Regions from separate parts of the Mus musculus genome. Here regions 2 and 3 are each linked to region 1. The links are chromatin contacts, called in public Hi-C and HiChIP or PLAC-seq maps. All regions are on one chromosome and are shown on one strand. Each heading gives the region's core, a stretch centred on a gene start, on an enhancer-like site or on the middle of the called end of the contact. The rest is flanking DNA. Distances are from core to core; before and after follow the strand shown.

Region 1 (5,130 bases), core at 1,394-3,893:
GCTAAGTAGAATGGTCTGTTTACTTACAAACACTTCTATTTTTCTTTCAGAAAAAAATGTACAAGGATCTCATAAAACATCAAAGTTAAAATACATACACATTTTAACTCACTGTTCCAAACTAGTCATCTGCAAAACAATGTATAATAAATATCCTTTCTGTCTGAAATAAGTATTAACAGTTATTTCCAGAAGACGACAGTAAAATATTAGTGGTTTGGGGAAGGCTTTATTTACTTGATTAAAAAAAAAGAAAAGCCCTCCAATAAAAATGGGACTAGGCACTGTGCTGGTCTCAGAGTTACCATTCAATTTTACTCCATCTTACATGGACCTAAAGTCAGCAGAAACATGCCTGTGGTCCCTGTTTTCAAGGCCAAAGTTAAAAGTGAGATAGGAATACAGAGGAAGAAATTCTGAAAAACCACCCAAGGAACACTGATCCTGGCTTGGCAATTTTGTATCTGACACAGGTATCTACACCACAGTGTTACAGGCCTTGCTCCAGTGTAGACATAAAAGTGCACAAAATTAAAGAGTCAAGGCTTCTCCACTGAGCCGGTTATAAAATCGAAGGCAAAGCACTTCAATTCCTATACATTACTATTCCCATCTCAGAACTGGCCCTGAACTCCCAGTGCCATTTTGTTTGCTCTGAGACTTTGCCATTGAATCTAACAACTCCTAGCTATTGAATCGAATTGCTTCACATGAATTCACTGATAGCACCAATAGCCCCAGGACAGACCTCTGCTCTCCAGATGAAGAAACAAAAGTGTAAGGTCCGAGAACCACTAAGCAGCAGGACTAACATTAAAACCCATAGATTCAAATTCTTCAACATCATCTTACACCACTTAGCCCTCTCTGTACTTTCAAGGCAGAAAACACTGACGATTTTTCAGAAACCAACATTCTTAATAAGTAATCTGAAGGACAGCGAGCCCACCAGGATCAAATGCTTATTTTTGGAAATGCTATTGGTTCTGCCATTATTAGATAATTAAAAAACTGTGAAATTTAATTTGCAAGATGTTGTGATGCTTTATGTCTGAAAAACTGTTTACAGTGAGAAACCGGAAACCTCATAACCACATTAATAAAACAACCTGTTTTAATTCTCAATCTATCACTATTTCCCTCACTTATATAAGATAAAAAGAATCAACAGTAGACTAGAGGTATACAAGGTGGTTCACAGGACCATAGACACCAGAGACATGGCATAGTAGCTAATGCGTATAATCCTATATCTAGAGAGGTAGCCCCAGAAAGATACCTGGGGTCCCTATCCAGTTGGCCAGCTGGCCAGCCTAGCCTAATCAATTATTTCCAGGTCAGTGAGAAACTCAGAAACAAAGTGGATGACAGCACCTGAGGAATGACACCCCAGAATGACATCTGACCCCCATATGCATATGCGCACATGTACCTACACAAACATCCATAGATAAAAAGTGTAACTTGAAAATTAAATACAACTAACTAGCCTTACAATTTATCACTGTAGTCAAATTACATAAGAATAAATGCTACTAATAAAACTCATTCCACATGTCATCATGTGAAGTACAATAACTTCAAAGTTTGAGAAATAAAAATCCTATGGGCTGGGTAATCAGTTTACTGATAAGTGTATCTTACCTAGCATTTTCAAGGCTCTGGACTCAATCCCCAGCACCAAGTTTTATAATAAAAATTAAAAGCCTTAGGGTTAAAACTTCAAGACACTGTATGTAACCATGTACTGATCTTGTACTAAGTTCAGGTACTTTCAAGATGATTAGAAACGTCCCTGACAGACAGCTATGGACATCCCTCACGTTCCCAGTGTCAAATGTTCCACGGTTGGATATGTGTGTTTGGCATGTTGGTTGTTTACTCTTGGAATATCAGGTAGAGGATACAAACTGTATCAACTCGCTCAGTCCTCACAAAAGTTCTACAGGGCAAAGACTAAATATTTATGTTCACTTTCCAAACAGGGAAACAGAGGCACAGGTGTGGTTGCTAACTTGCGCACAGGAAAAAGGAAATGGAGTTTTCGGTTAAGGCCTTCAGGGTAGGAATGAGGTCCCTCTGCGGGGCTCGTGCTGACACTGTAGCATGGTAAAGAATACGGTACCCGTAGGTAGCAGGGGTTCCAACGGGGTAAAGGCATGCTCCATAGCGGGGAATGGATTCTGTATGGAAAACAAAATAAGTCCCAAGTTATTTCCCAAACGTAATTCTGCGACAGGAGTAAGCATCCCGCAGCAGGCACTTTGGACCCGGCACTACGGGAGGCCAGGAAGGTGCAGCGGTGGGCGGGGGAAAGTCCCAGGCAGAGGCTGGAGAACCTGGAATCTCAAGCGAGCTCCAGGCTCCAGCTCCGGCCACTGCCTCTATTCACCCAGACGCCCCAGCTTCCATCCGGGGACTGGCGGCGAGGGGCGGCCTCCCTCGCTCCCTCTTTCCCGCGCCCCCGCCCCGCCAGCCCGCGCCGGCAGCCGCGCACTTACACAATGGCGGGTGGAGCCACGAGCGACGCGAGCGAGGGCTGCGGGAGTGACGGATCGAAAGCTCGGCGCTCGGCTGCGGAGCCTGGGGCGCGCCGCGCGTTCGCGGGAGAGGGCTTCGTGCGCGAGCACAGAGCCCCGCCTCTTCCGGAGGGGCCCCTGGCTGCCGCCTGCGTAGCTTCTAGCAACCGCGGGGTGCTTAGTACCAGCCTGCTGTGCTCAGTTCCCTGCACAGTGGAGAATTCCATCCACCTTCGCCCATCTGTTACACCCAGTCCACTGAGTCCACCTTCTCTTTCATCTTCTGCTTCCCGTGCTTTGCACAAACAGTGCTTTGTAAACATACCAATGGGAACCCTTTAAAATAAATCACCACGTTGTAGGAATGCAGCTTTTTTTTTTTTTTTTAGCAAAGCCAAAGAACCAAAATTTCACCACCACCATCTCTAAGCCAGCATAGATGAGGACTCAAAAATTCTGAGAACCTGTAGGTCTCCTGCTGGCCCAGAAATAACAGAGACCCATCCCTGCGTTTAAAAACCAGTTCCAGGTATACCGAGCTAGCCTCAAAAATCACTGTGTAGCGAAAGATGACTTCATTCATCTGGTCCTCCTGTTTCTTCCTTCTAAGTACTGCTCTTTCAATCATGACTACTATGTCAAGTTAATGTGGCTGGTGCTGGGTATCCAGCTAGTCAAACATTCTAACTGATGAACTTCCCCTTCCCCAGTCGGGTAATAGGTAAGTCCTTTTTAATCTTTTTAACTCAAACATCCATTTCTTTCTATTTAAAGATTCCAAATACACTTCCCAAACTTGGGCAATCATTATTCAATTCTTTCCAGTTTTGATGCCAACATTTTAGCTTCTAGCTAGCAGAACATACACTATTTGCCTTTCTTTGACAACTTACTTCACTTGGCAGGCATAATGTCCTCCCGTCCCATCCACATCTCTGTAAATTCCATTATTTCATTATTTTTATTACTGAAGAATGCCATTTCTCTATTACAATATCTTTGCAAAGGAATGCTACTTCAATAAACATAAGAGTACAGAGCATTTGACTGTGTTTTCCATTCTCTTTGGATGTATGCCCAGCAGTGGGATGAGTGAACCATATGGTAGTTCTATCACCTGTTTAGTTAAGGAGTTTCCATTGTGTTTTCCATAGGTCTACGCTAACTTAAACTTCCATTAACCATGATCGAGTTTCTCTTTCTCTGCATCCTTGCCCAGCTTCCTTACTTTCCCTTTGTAAGAATCCTTATCACTGTCCCTCTCTTCCATCTCTCATCTCTCTCATGTTGATATCCTGTTGTGGTTTTATTTTAACTCCCTGGGGATTTGCGATGGCGGGCAGTATTGTTTATGCTTTTTTGGCCATGTATGCATCCTTTCTTGAGACATGGCTATTCAAGTCATTGGCCCACTTCTAATTTAGATTATTTGTTGCCATGGTTGTTTGGAAAAGTTGTTAGATCTCAAACCCATGACAAAGAGCCAACATGGACCTGGTTGTCAGGTTCCCTCTGCATTGCTCAGTTCCTAGCTGTTTCAGGGTACGGATGGCATACCCCACCTCCTACTCTAAATGTCTCCAGCCCTTCCCATATAATCCAGCCATTTTGCATACCTGGTCCTTTTGTTTACCATCTCCTCTCCTGCCTCTCCCTTTTCCCCTCTCCTCACAAGTGTCAGCTCAGACTTCTTCCAGTTGTCCCCAACTCTGGCTGTGCTCTCCCTTTTATCTACAATAAACATTCTCCTTCACCACACCTAGGAGCAGTCATGTCCTTCCCTTTTGTTCCCTTTTTTCATTCACGTTCCTTACACATACTGAAAAAAAAAACAAAAAAACAATACAAATCTTTGTTCTAACCAATGTCTAAGTGTTTTTTCTTATATTGTCTTCTGGAATTTCACATCTCACATTTAAGTCTTGATCCATTTTTCCACTGACTATTATACCCAGTAGAAGATAGGTGTCTAGTTTCTTTTCTTCGCATACAGAAGTTCAGTTTCGCAGAACCTTTCACAAAAGGATAGCACCATCTCCAAGATATGATTTGACTGCCTTCACTGACATCAACTGACTGCAGAAACAGGGACTCAAACTCTGAGTTGTCTTTTCTACTGTTTTGTGTGTCTGGTTTTAAGTGGCCGGTTTAATTACTGTCATTTTCCAGTGTGCTTTGAAAACAAATACTGTGAGACCTACCACTTTGTTCAGAATACTTTATCTAGTTGGGATCTTTTGTGGTTCAAAACATTTTCTTTCTGTGAAAAATATGGGTATTTTGGCAAAGATTCCATTAAATACATAGATAAATTGAGGTAGTGTGTGTTAGATTAATGAGCAATTGAAGGGAGGAGAGCAGAAAAAAGAGACGCATAGTCTGGCCTTAGGTGGGGCAATGTTTATTCATGGCAAGGGGGCACTTTCGCAACCCACATGTGCAGATGACCAAAATACCTACAGAAGAAGATGGGACCTTATCAGGGAATTACCCCGTAGTTCATAGGGAAGCTAGGAACTGTAATCTTTCAGTAAGAAGCTATCTGGAACTCTGAGAGGCCATTAAAAAAAAAAAATACAAGGCAGGGGTGTTATAGGTGTTTTCTGCTGAG
Region 2 (5,130 bases), core at 1,961-4,460, 430 kb before region 1:
ACTGACCTTCACTTCTTCCTGGCATAAAAATTCATTTACCTCATCAATCCTCGTTCCATATGATAACTTAGCAAAGTCTCTTATCTCATCACTAAAAAGAAAGAAAAGTAATGGCTTCTTCCCTGGTAGTTATAAGTAAGCAGTTGAGATAAGCAACGGAGGAACAATGGGGTGGCTGTATGAATGTTCTCTGCCCATGCCTGCTACCGTAGAAAAGAAATGGATAGTTCATCAAACTTGAGATTTACTTTTTAAAATATGATTCATTGCAAGTGATGATAATTTGTTTATCTATAAAGAAATGCCTTCCTTCTTTGAAATGTCTTCCTTCTTTTGGTACTTTAGAGTAACTAGATCATTTATTAACCATACCAGTTCAACAACTTTTAATTTCTGAAGTCATACATACATACATACATACATACATACATACATAGATTAATGTATATCATTTCAGTAATTCTTTAAATTTACACTTGTAACTGGAAAATTCTTCAAAGTGAAGTCCATCTGGCCCCTGGAAATGTAATGTTTGGTTACTAATTGGTTGTTTTAATTGCCTTTAGATGCATTGCATTGAATTCAAATGAAAAGAATTACAAAGATTAACATATACTAAATACAAGTGCTTAACATTTTGTGAGCCCTACAAGTGGTCTTATCCTATTTTAAATATCTTACTTTAATATGAATCAGAGCAATGGCTTTTTTCTATATTAAAGGACCATTTCCTGTGGGAGAAGGATTGAATTTAGAATAATTAACAGAGTCTTTAAAAGAAGCAAGACCTCTTAGGACAACAATAGTTAGTAGTTTATTCATTCATTTGCATTTATTTGCTATTTATCAAAAATATATTAATTGTCTGATATGGAAAAGAAGCAAACCTGCTCCCCAACTTTTCAATAAACAGTAGGCAACTGTACCAAGTGGGTCCTAATGTATCAAACATGGTATATGTAATATTTTTGTTTTGCAAAAATTTACAACCTAGTGTGTTTTTTCTATACATCATGTGTTAAAATATAATTTTATGTCCCATGTGTTAAAATTTAATTCACATAGTTTATCAACCACAGATGTAATAATAACTTTATTTTCCTAATATTAAATCATCATATGCAGTTTTAAATATATACTATTTAGATAATTTTTCTGTCAAATTGATTTGGCCATTTGTCTATCAAAATCATAGATGTTTTATCTGTTGACATCACCAACAACTTGTCTTTTCCAAAGTACTGCTTAAAGGGTTTTTAACGGTCTAGTGGGTGGTCCCCAGATATTAGACCAAACTGTGGAAATTTTCTTAAACAGCAGCATCACGCTATGCCAAGTCACAGGAGGATAAGGCATAAGCCATAATGTTGAAATCTTATTTATTTGAAGTTTAAAATGTAACTGAAATGTTTGTACATAATTTCGCTAATTGTCTATTCCATCTCTACAGAGATATCTGCTCAAGAAAAGAAATTGTAACCTGACAGTGCTGAGGAACTTGAAATGAGAGTAAGAAGAGCTAGTCAGAGATCATTTTCAGTAAAACCATTGATAAACAATCACTGAAAGCCATCCATGTGGACTACAGTCATCCATCAGGTGGCTAGAATCTTTCTTCCAACTGGTTCCCTAGCTCCTTCCCCAGATGTCATTTCTTATACACTGCCAAATACACTTCTTGCCCAAATTCTACACTCCAAACACATCTCCTGCCTTCATTTTATACTGTGTATAAAATGATATCTCATATATCTCCTGAAATTGCCTACATATGAATTCTTGAGTTGTTTAAATCCACATCTAAGAGAATATACAAAACATCAAGTTCCAGATGGTCCTGTCTGAACTCTCCAGTCCTGGGTTTGCTGGTGTAGTCTTATTTCCACTTCTACCTTGTTATTCTCATCAGTTGCATGTCTATTTTATGAGAGTCTTTCTCAGAATAAGATTCTGTCCGTCATGCCAATTTATTTGGGAAACAGTTTTTAAAATCTTCTTTATTACTGATCTTAATTAAACTAGAGATTGGCTCTTGCTATTTATGGAAAAGGTGAAACATGTATTGTTATTGATGCCAAGATCAGCCAACTTTTTTCCACTTTAAATCGCAAATCCTCATGCTTATATAGTATGTTTTACAAATATAGGGAAATAGATTAATAGCAAAACCAATGCATTTCTTCCTTATTTTTTTCTATGCAAATATTCTTCAGAGAAAACATAGAGAGGTCTGAATAATAGTATATGGGAAATTTGCCTGTAAGAGTATTCATATAGGCTCTTACCAAGCATCCTTCCAAAACCTTAAATGTTCACAAGAACTCCCATACACTGAGTCTGGGTGGTAATACATTTGATGAAACAAAAAATTATTACATTTTCCTGGATTGTATTGATAATCCTGTGAATATCCCACTTGATTACCACAAAATAGCCAAACATTGGTTATTGTCTAATTTTCAAGGCAATGAAACATATTTTGAATAGATACACACAAATACGTAAGCACACAAAATCATGTATTATTATCAATAGATATAATTTCCACCCCTCCTTCCTCATCACCAATATTTCAAAGTCTATGTATGCATCTATACATCACCTTGTGTTCCTCAAAGACCCTGAGTTTTCTTACCCATCAAATTCCACTTGATGAGTATACAATCCAGTCATTTAAAAAAAAAGTTCATTTACGACTTTCTTTAAGCTATGTAAGCAACCTCTAGATTTTAGCTGTGAGTTGGACATTTAACAAATATAAATTGTATCAAATTAATTATTTTTTCTTTTCTGATATTATTATCATTTTTTAAAAGCTTTTTCACTACTTGATTTGGGTTCATTCCAAGTTGTGTGATGTTTGATTCTGAGACCTCAGTAACTCCTTTATATCTTTGCATGTAAAAAACTCCAAGACAAAGTATGTTTCACAATTGTTTTGTGTGTAGGGTTTGCTGCTTCATAATTGTTCCAGTGCCAATTATTCTAATTATGCACTGGCAATGTAGTACTCTTCCAAAAGCTGGATGTCAGTTAAAACTATAGTTTGTGCACAACTTTTTAATAATACACCATTAACTTATTAATGATTAAATATATTTATTGATGTTTCCTAATAGTTTTGTCATGTTTCTGAAATCTGAGGTAAGTGATAAAACCATTTTTTACAAGAATTGAGTCTCAGTTTTCTGCATCCTCTTTCATAGTGAAATGGAGGAAAATCAGACCACAGTCACAGAGTTCATCCTGCTGGGATTCTGTCTTGGCCCGAGGATTCACCTAGTTCTTTTTCTGCTTTTCTCTCTCTTCTATACTCTCACCATACTGGGGAATGGGACTATCCTTGCAATGATCTGCCTGGACTCCAGACTCCACACTCCCATGTACTTCTTCCTGTCCCACCTGGCCATTGTCGATATGGCCTATGCCTGCAACACAGTGCCACAGACACTCATAAACCTCTTGGATGAGACCAGGCCCATCACCTTTGCAGGATGCATGACACAGACTTATCTATTTTTGACATTTGCTATCACCGAATGTCTTCTTCTTGTGGTGATGTCCTATGATCGATATGTTGCCATCTGCCACCCGCTACACTACACTGTCATCATGAACTGGAGAGTGTGTACCATCATGGCTGCTGTTTCCTGGATAGTCAGCTTTCTCCTGTCTCTGGTCCATTTACTTCTCATCCTGAGGCTCCCCTTCTGTGGACCTCATGAAATCAATCACTTCTTCTGTGAAATCCTGTCTGTCCTCAAGCTGGCCTGTGCTGACACAACACTCAATCAAGTTGTCATTTTTGCAGCCTGTGTGTTCACTTTAGTGGGGCCCCTGTGCTTTGTACTAGTCTCCTACACACGCATCCTGGTGGCAATCCTGAGGATTCAGTCAGGGGAGAGACGCAGAAAGGCCTTCTCCACCTGTTCCTCCCACCTCTGTGTGGTAGGGCTCTTCTTTGGCAGTGCCATTGTCATGTACATGGCCCCCAAGTCCCAGCACCCAGAGGAGCAGCAGAAGATCCTTTTCCTGTTTTACAGTTTTTTCAACCCCATGCTGAACCCCCTGATCTACAGCCTGAGGAATGCTGAAGTCAAGGGTGCCCTCCGGAGGGCACTGTGCAAAGAAAGTCATTCTTGTTTGGTGTGGTGTTCCCACCACAAGCCTTGGTAGTTTCCTGTAATTTTGATCTCCAATTATTTCTTAAATACAGGGATATTCATTGTCCTTTGTTATCATGTTTAACGACATGAGATCTCAATCTCCTCCTAACCTGCAGGACTAATAACTTTGCATTCCTAAGCTCCCTAGGAGATGAAATTTTGTCAGATGTGATTTTTCTTCTCAGTTGAATTAATTAGCTGTGAAATTAAACAATACTTAAATTATTCTCTGAGTCTTTTAATTGAATCTGTTAACTTTTTAAAATCTAATTAGATGACCTGACAACATAAGATTCAAAAGAAAAACAACCCATATCCAAACACAGTGACCTGCGCTGAGTGATATCTTACGAGTGACAGTTCCCACATTACACTTGACCAAGCCAGGAATTCTTTGGAGGTTTCTATCCATTATCTATGCCATGTATTACTTTCAAATAAAAATTACTGACAAATTATGGAGTTAATTTGTTGAATTGAGTGAAGGAACAGATTTAAAACATGAGGTTTAGGAATAAGAAGGGGGAATTTTAAAACCTGATAGATATCTGGGATATGCTTCCATCCCAGAACTTGAAAGACAGAGGCAGGAGAATCTTTAAGAGTTCGATATAAAGAGTTCCAGGACAGCCAGAGTTTCACAGTGTGACCCTGTCTCAAAAGAAATCAAGCAACCAAACAAGCAAGCAAGCTAACAAGGAAACAAACATAGTCAGGAAAAGTGCTATAGTACCATTTACAAGGGTTTCACCTGATTATTTTTGTATCTAGAGTATAATAGAGCATTGGACCCTTAAATGAGCTGAAAATGAACATCAGATAAAATAACTTGGGATGTTTAAAGATCCTTTAGAAAGATCTGTAATGATGAGCTATCACATATTTTTTAGCCTGAGTACAGATAGAATAGATTTCATGTTTAGAGCATTGCTCAATGCCACCATGATGGTGAATATTAGCCTTG
Region 3 (5,130 bases), core at 813-3,312, 320 kb before region 1:
TCTTGCTTGCCTGGGAAAGTTTTATTTATTTTTTGGTGGTACTGAAAAATTTTTTTATAAAACCATTAAACTCTATAAGGCACAGTACACGTCATAGGGGACAGAAAACTAGATACCCAAAGAAGCAGGGGGTTTGGGTGGTTATCTTCGTCTCATAAAGGAATGCCATGGTGAGCATGGCTTATGTTCTGGAAAGCTAATGGGAAGACAAAGGTCAAAGCGACTTTCAGCTGTGCAGTATTGTACAAGTTCCGTACTCGGCTCAATATGAAGGCAAGGGATAAGAGTGCCCTTCAAGCTCTTCACTATGGGAGTCAAAGAGTAAGTTTGAGTCATGCAGTTAGAGTTTGTATATTTATCATCCTCACAGGCATACACATTCAAATGTGCATTTTATTTCCTAACAAGTTAGCACCTGGGCACAAGGTTCTTACTCACAGCACTTCATTTCATCAATGTGACTTCAAAGCGCTCTCTTGCAAATGTCCTTTGATTAACAGGATTTTCATGGTTAAAATGTGAAGAGACATATAAAGAGACATAAAGCAGAAACTGCCCTTTCTTTAAAAATCTAACTCTGAAGTTCAGTGCTTGATGGGAATAGTTCCCTTAGAAGGCTCACTCTCCACTAGAGGGGGCCTGCTATCTTCCAGAGGACATCTTGGACATGTAAAGTCAATGTATTGTCAACATTACTAGTGCAGCTGGTTTTTCTTTATTAAAATTTGTTATTTCCTTTTTGTAGCTGTCAACATCTTTCCTAATGCAAAGGAGAAGCCACCAGGTAGGACTGTCCAGGAATGCAGAGTGACCTTCCTATGAATACTACTGGAACATGCAGTACACTGGGAGAAGCTCCTGTCTCCTCAACTAAAGCTTTCTGAGATATAGTTCATGAATGATGGGGGCATGTACACATCAGTATTTGCAGATTCAGACAGGGTTACAAGGTGTGGTTAATGGGGTTTGAGTGGGAGTCATGGTGGGGTTACAGCGGTGCACTTGCTAACTCCAAATGATAATAATAATGATAATAATAATAATGATAATCTTGCTTACCAATAAGACTGCTTTCCCCCAAACTACTTTGTTAGACTCATCCCAGGACTAGGGGTACAAATTTTTACAAACTTTGTTTTGGGGCTATATAAACTTTTGATATTTAATTAATCACAAAGGCAAAAAAGAGTGCTTTAGAATCTCTATAGTGAAGAATTAAGTACACACACAGTCACCTGAAATTAACAAAATGTGGGTTTTTTTGTTTGTTTGTTTTTATTTTTGTCCAGACAGTTCTGGAACTCACTCTGTAGACCAGGCTGGCCTTGGCCTCAAATATCTGCCTGCCTCTGCCTCCTGAGTGCTGGGATACAGCTCAGTGACAGCATATGTTTTAAGTCTAAAAACCAATTAGATGAAAATCCTAGTTTTAACTGAGCTCAAAGGATAATAGCATAAAATTGTTGCTGTGGTTGATAGCTGTGCATGAATTCCTTTCTGATTTTCAGAGTGCTAAGAATTCCAGGCTTTCAGAGGTAGGAAACCATATCATGTATATTTGTTTTTGTAACATATGATATATCCTAATTAGTTTTCAAATGGAAAAATTGAACTGGCTGTATTAGAACACATAGAAATGAGGCCTTTTCAAAAAAACAGTTTAGTGAGCAAGACAACTGTAAGGTAGGTTTTAGTCTATAATATTGGTTTTTCCTGCACTGAGTGTGTGAGATAATGTCCCAGTTTACAGAAATTGAACTGAAAGTAGGAACTAACATGAATAAACTGAAAAAGGACAGTCCATTTAAGCTGACAATGTCCCAGGCCTGAGTGGGAGCTGCTAAATGGGCACCCTGTGCACGTGAACTCCTTCTCATACTTAGTCTGAGCCATAGGCTGGTGTTTCTGATTTCTTTGGTCACAGAAGCTTCCTTCTGAAATGGGTGGTGGTTACTGCAGAGCTCGTAATCCGTCAAAGTGCTGAGAATGAAGGGATGTTCGAATGCTCAGCCCATAATGGGACATCTGTGTCATCCTCCACCCTCCTCCTTTCCTGCCCCTGCGCTCAGGGAACTTCCTGGAAGAGGGGGTGGTTAGAAGGTAAGAGCTGGAGGAAGAGGATGTGGGATTGTGTCTTCTGGGCCCTGCCTTCTGCCCACTGCCTCTCAGCATGTTTATGCCAGCAATCTAATTAAACTCAATCTCACACACTGTCTCTCTCTCTCTCTCTCACAGGCACAGATGACAGGGAAGGAGAAAGGGGACTAACTGGGAGGAGGAGGGTAATGGAGGGGCTAGAAGGGATTAAGAAAAAGTATGGGAGAATATGATTAAAATAAATTATACCCATGTAGCCATGTTATAGTGAAACTCATCACTATATATTATCAATATATACTAATAAAACCCTTTTAAAAACCCCAAAATTTTACTATATAATTCAAAGAAAATCATTATTTTGAATACCACAATAAAATCTTTACAGAAAAAAAATTGAGATAACTCTGGGTTATAACTGGAGTAGCTTCACTCCCAAATATCTGAGGATTCAATCTTGGAATACAGAAGAGGTGGAGCACCTCCCTGATCTGTGACACATACCATTATAAATGTTTCAGATTTTAGAGTATGTGAATAAATAATGTTACCTTGAGGCTAGATCTCAAGTCATTTTTAACACCTTGTACACACAAGCTAATGTTAACTTCATATCTTATGTAGTGTAGTGATTACATTTTAACTCTTGCCTGTCACACAAGGGCAGATGTAGAACTGTCCACTGCTGGTGTCCTGTGTGCAGAAAACAAGTTTTATATTATGGAGGGAGTATTTTGGATCCTTAGATTAGGGGTGTTTATCCTAAAAAAGAAACTGGCAGAAACAGTGAGCTTCATGTGTGCTGGAGAAAACCTACTTTCTTATTTTCACTCTAGAGAACTTGTCTAGAACGAGGCTGAGATTTTAGACCATTTAGAATCAAGTTCAGATAGTCTTCTCTCAGGGCAGCTGAGTACATGGAGCCATACAGAGCTGCAGTAATCAACCAGTCATTCAGATGAGGTCCTGATTCTAACAAAGGACAAGAATAAAGCACACAATGGGATTACAAGCAACCATAGCACCTGGGCTTGGCTTCTGTGCAAACGTAAACACTACATCTCCTCTATTCTTTTTCACCCATCTTCCTCACCTGTACTGATGACCGGTTGTTGGGCTGGCCTGACCACATAGACTAGTTGAGCTCCCATTCTAGTGAAATTTTACAGGTGATACAATTGGGTGTTGGCTGAGGCTAAGTTTAACTTTTGGGTTGCATATTGTAGAGAATTAGACTTCAGAAACACAAGAAACATTCTCATGAACATTTTGGTTTTCACCTTCTGTCCAAGTTCTTCCAGGTGTAAGGATGAGAACCAGGAGCTTGCAGAGAAAACATTTCTCTATGTCAAAACAGTGTGGATCCTTTCATTGGGGGGACAGAAGGAGACTCAAGTTCAAAGGCCAGCTCTCCCATTCACTAACTCACTGAGCTGAGTTATTTACTGTGGGCTCAGTTTCCTTAAGTGCAGCATGTGAATTAGCAGTCCTGGCTCCACAGGTGTGGTTTATAGAATGCAGGATCAGATATCTAATATAAAATATGTACTCAGGAAATTGCCACCTCATTTTATTTTCTCTGGCTATTCTCCTTAAAGAACAGATTAGGGTTGCCCGTTTTAATGACAAGAGATGGGTATAATGATTTGAACAGTATAAAATACAAGTTATTAGAATATAGATGGCTGGGTTGAATGAAGTAAACTCTTATCTTGTTAAAGGTGGCTTCTGTGAATACCACCTAGGTCATGTATGTGTATGCCTTTGTTTTCTACATACAACTGTATGTATGTGAACATGTGAGATCTACATGTGTAGATTCAAACAACCATGGGTTGAACATTTTGGGAGAACACATCTTTGTCCTAGACATATACAGACTATTTATTCTTAGAATTATTTCTTGAAAAGTATAGTTACAGAAACAACTTATATTGTATTTATATTATACAAGATCCTAGTTTACTTAAGGAATATAAAGGGTATGTATCGATTGTGTGCAAATGCTGTGTGATTTTATAGAAGGGAATTGAGGACCTTTATTATATAGTACTCAGAAGAGCCCTGAGACCAGCCAGCATGGGCATGGAGGGATAATGCCATTTATCAGAGTTTGGATGCAGCAGGTACTACAGATTAAAGAGATTAGGTGTCTCCTAATGGTCTCATGTTTTTGTAAAAGTGACAAGACAGGACAGATTCAATCATATGTCATTCCATGAGAATTGTGTCTCTTAGTCTAGGCCCTCCCCCCTCGCCCTGCTCCCCAACCCACCCACTCCTGCTTCCTGGCCCTGGCATTCCACTGTACTAGGGCACAGAATCTTCAAATGACCAAGGGCCTCTCCTCCCATCTCTTCTGCTACATATGCAGCTAGAGACATGAGCTCTGGGGGTTCTGGTTAGTTCACATTGTTGTTTCTCCTATAGGGCTGTAGACCCCTTCAGCTCCTTGGGTACTTTCTCTAGCTCCTTTATTGGGGATCCTGTGTTCCGTCCAATAGATGACTGTGAGCATCCACTTCTGTATTTGCCAGGCACTGGCATAGCCTCACAAGAGACAGCTATAGCAGGGTCCTGCCAGCAAAATCTTGTTGGCATCCACAATAGTGTCTGGGTTTGATGGTTGTTTATGGAATGGATCCCCAGGTCGGGCAGTCTCTGGATGGTCCTTCCTTTCAGTCTCAGCTCCGAATTTTGTATCTGTAACTCCTTCCATGGGTATTTTGTTCTCCCTTCTAAGAAGGATCAAAGTAGCCACACTTTGGTCTTCCTTCTTCTTGAGTTTCATGTGTTTTGCAAATTGTATCTTGGGTATTCTAAGTTTCTGGACTGATATCCACTTATTAGTGAGTGCATATCATGTGTGTTCTTTTGTGATTGGGTTACCTCACTCAGGATGATATCTTCCAGATCCATCCATTTGTCTAAGAATTTCATAAATTCATTGTTTTTAATAGCTGAGTAGTACTCCATTGTGTAAATGTACCACATTTTCTGTATCCATTCCTCTGTTGAGGGGCATCTGGGTTC

What was found. Hi-C and Micro-C count contacts between places; a contact is called where the count stands out from the background. HiChIP or PLAC-seq counts read pairs in DNA pulled down with a chosen protein or histone mark.
Region 2: an Esrrb HiChIP or PLAC-seq map of embryonic stem cells shows a contact between it and region 1, with 13 times the contacts expected there. The contact joins the promoter of Olfr47 here to the promoter of Tpk1 in region 1. A contact is called at or near these places in 1 of 39 promoter capture datasets (embryonic stem cells), 1 of 484 Hi-C or Micro-C datasets (muscle stem cells) and 6 of 115 datasets of contacts at active chromatin or transcription factors (embryonic stem cells, extraembryonic endoderm stem cells, pancreatic cancer cells and 2 more).
Region 3: a contact with region 1 is called in a Hi-C map of Th1 cells, with 2.1 times the contacts expected there. The contact joins the enhancer-like site here to the promoter of Tpk1 in region 1. A contact is called at or near these places in 14 of 39 promoter capture datasets (the 3T3-L1 cell line, 3T3-L1-derived adipocytes, the C10 cell line and 9 more), 1 of 15 datasets of contacts at CTCF or cohesin (pro-B cells), 11 of 484 Hi-C or Micro-C datasets (the 3T3-L1 cell line, 3T3-L1-derived adipocytes, the G1E-ER4 cell line and 7 more), 6 of 115 datasets of contacts at active chromatin or transcription factors (effector CD8 T cells, embryonic stem cells, extraembryonic endoderm stem cells and 2 more) and 2 of 9 other capture datasets (adipose tissue and pancreatic islet).

Annotation. Positions count from the first base shown.
Region 1 is chr6:43,663,635-43,668,764 of GRCm38.p6, forward strand. It overlaps Tpk1 (thiamine pyrophosphokinase), which reads right to left and starts at 2,644. Exons shown (of 9, transcript NM_013861.4): 1 at 2,502-2,644; 2 at 2,126-2,183. The coding sequence starts at 2,168.
Region 2 is chr6:43,232,400-43,237,529 of GRCm38.p6, forward strand. It overlaps Olfr47 (olfactory receptor 47), which reads left to right and starts at 3,211. Exons shown (of 1, transcript NM_146370.1): 1 at 3,211-4,176. The coding sequence starts at 3,211. The coding sequence ends at 4,176.
Region 3 is chr6:43,347,204-43,352,333 of GRCm38.p6, forward strand. All of the region lies in intron 8 of Tpk1 (thiamine pyrophosphokinase), which reads right to left. Among named protein-coding and RNA genes, the nearest start is that of Gm35113, 31 kb to the right of the region's middle. Within about 2 kb of position 2,063, at least 14 of the 459 cell types and tissues checked have an H3K27ac peak or open chromatin away from gene starts, as enhancers often do. A contact at or near this core is called in Th1 cells and adipose tissue, where this site is marked.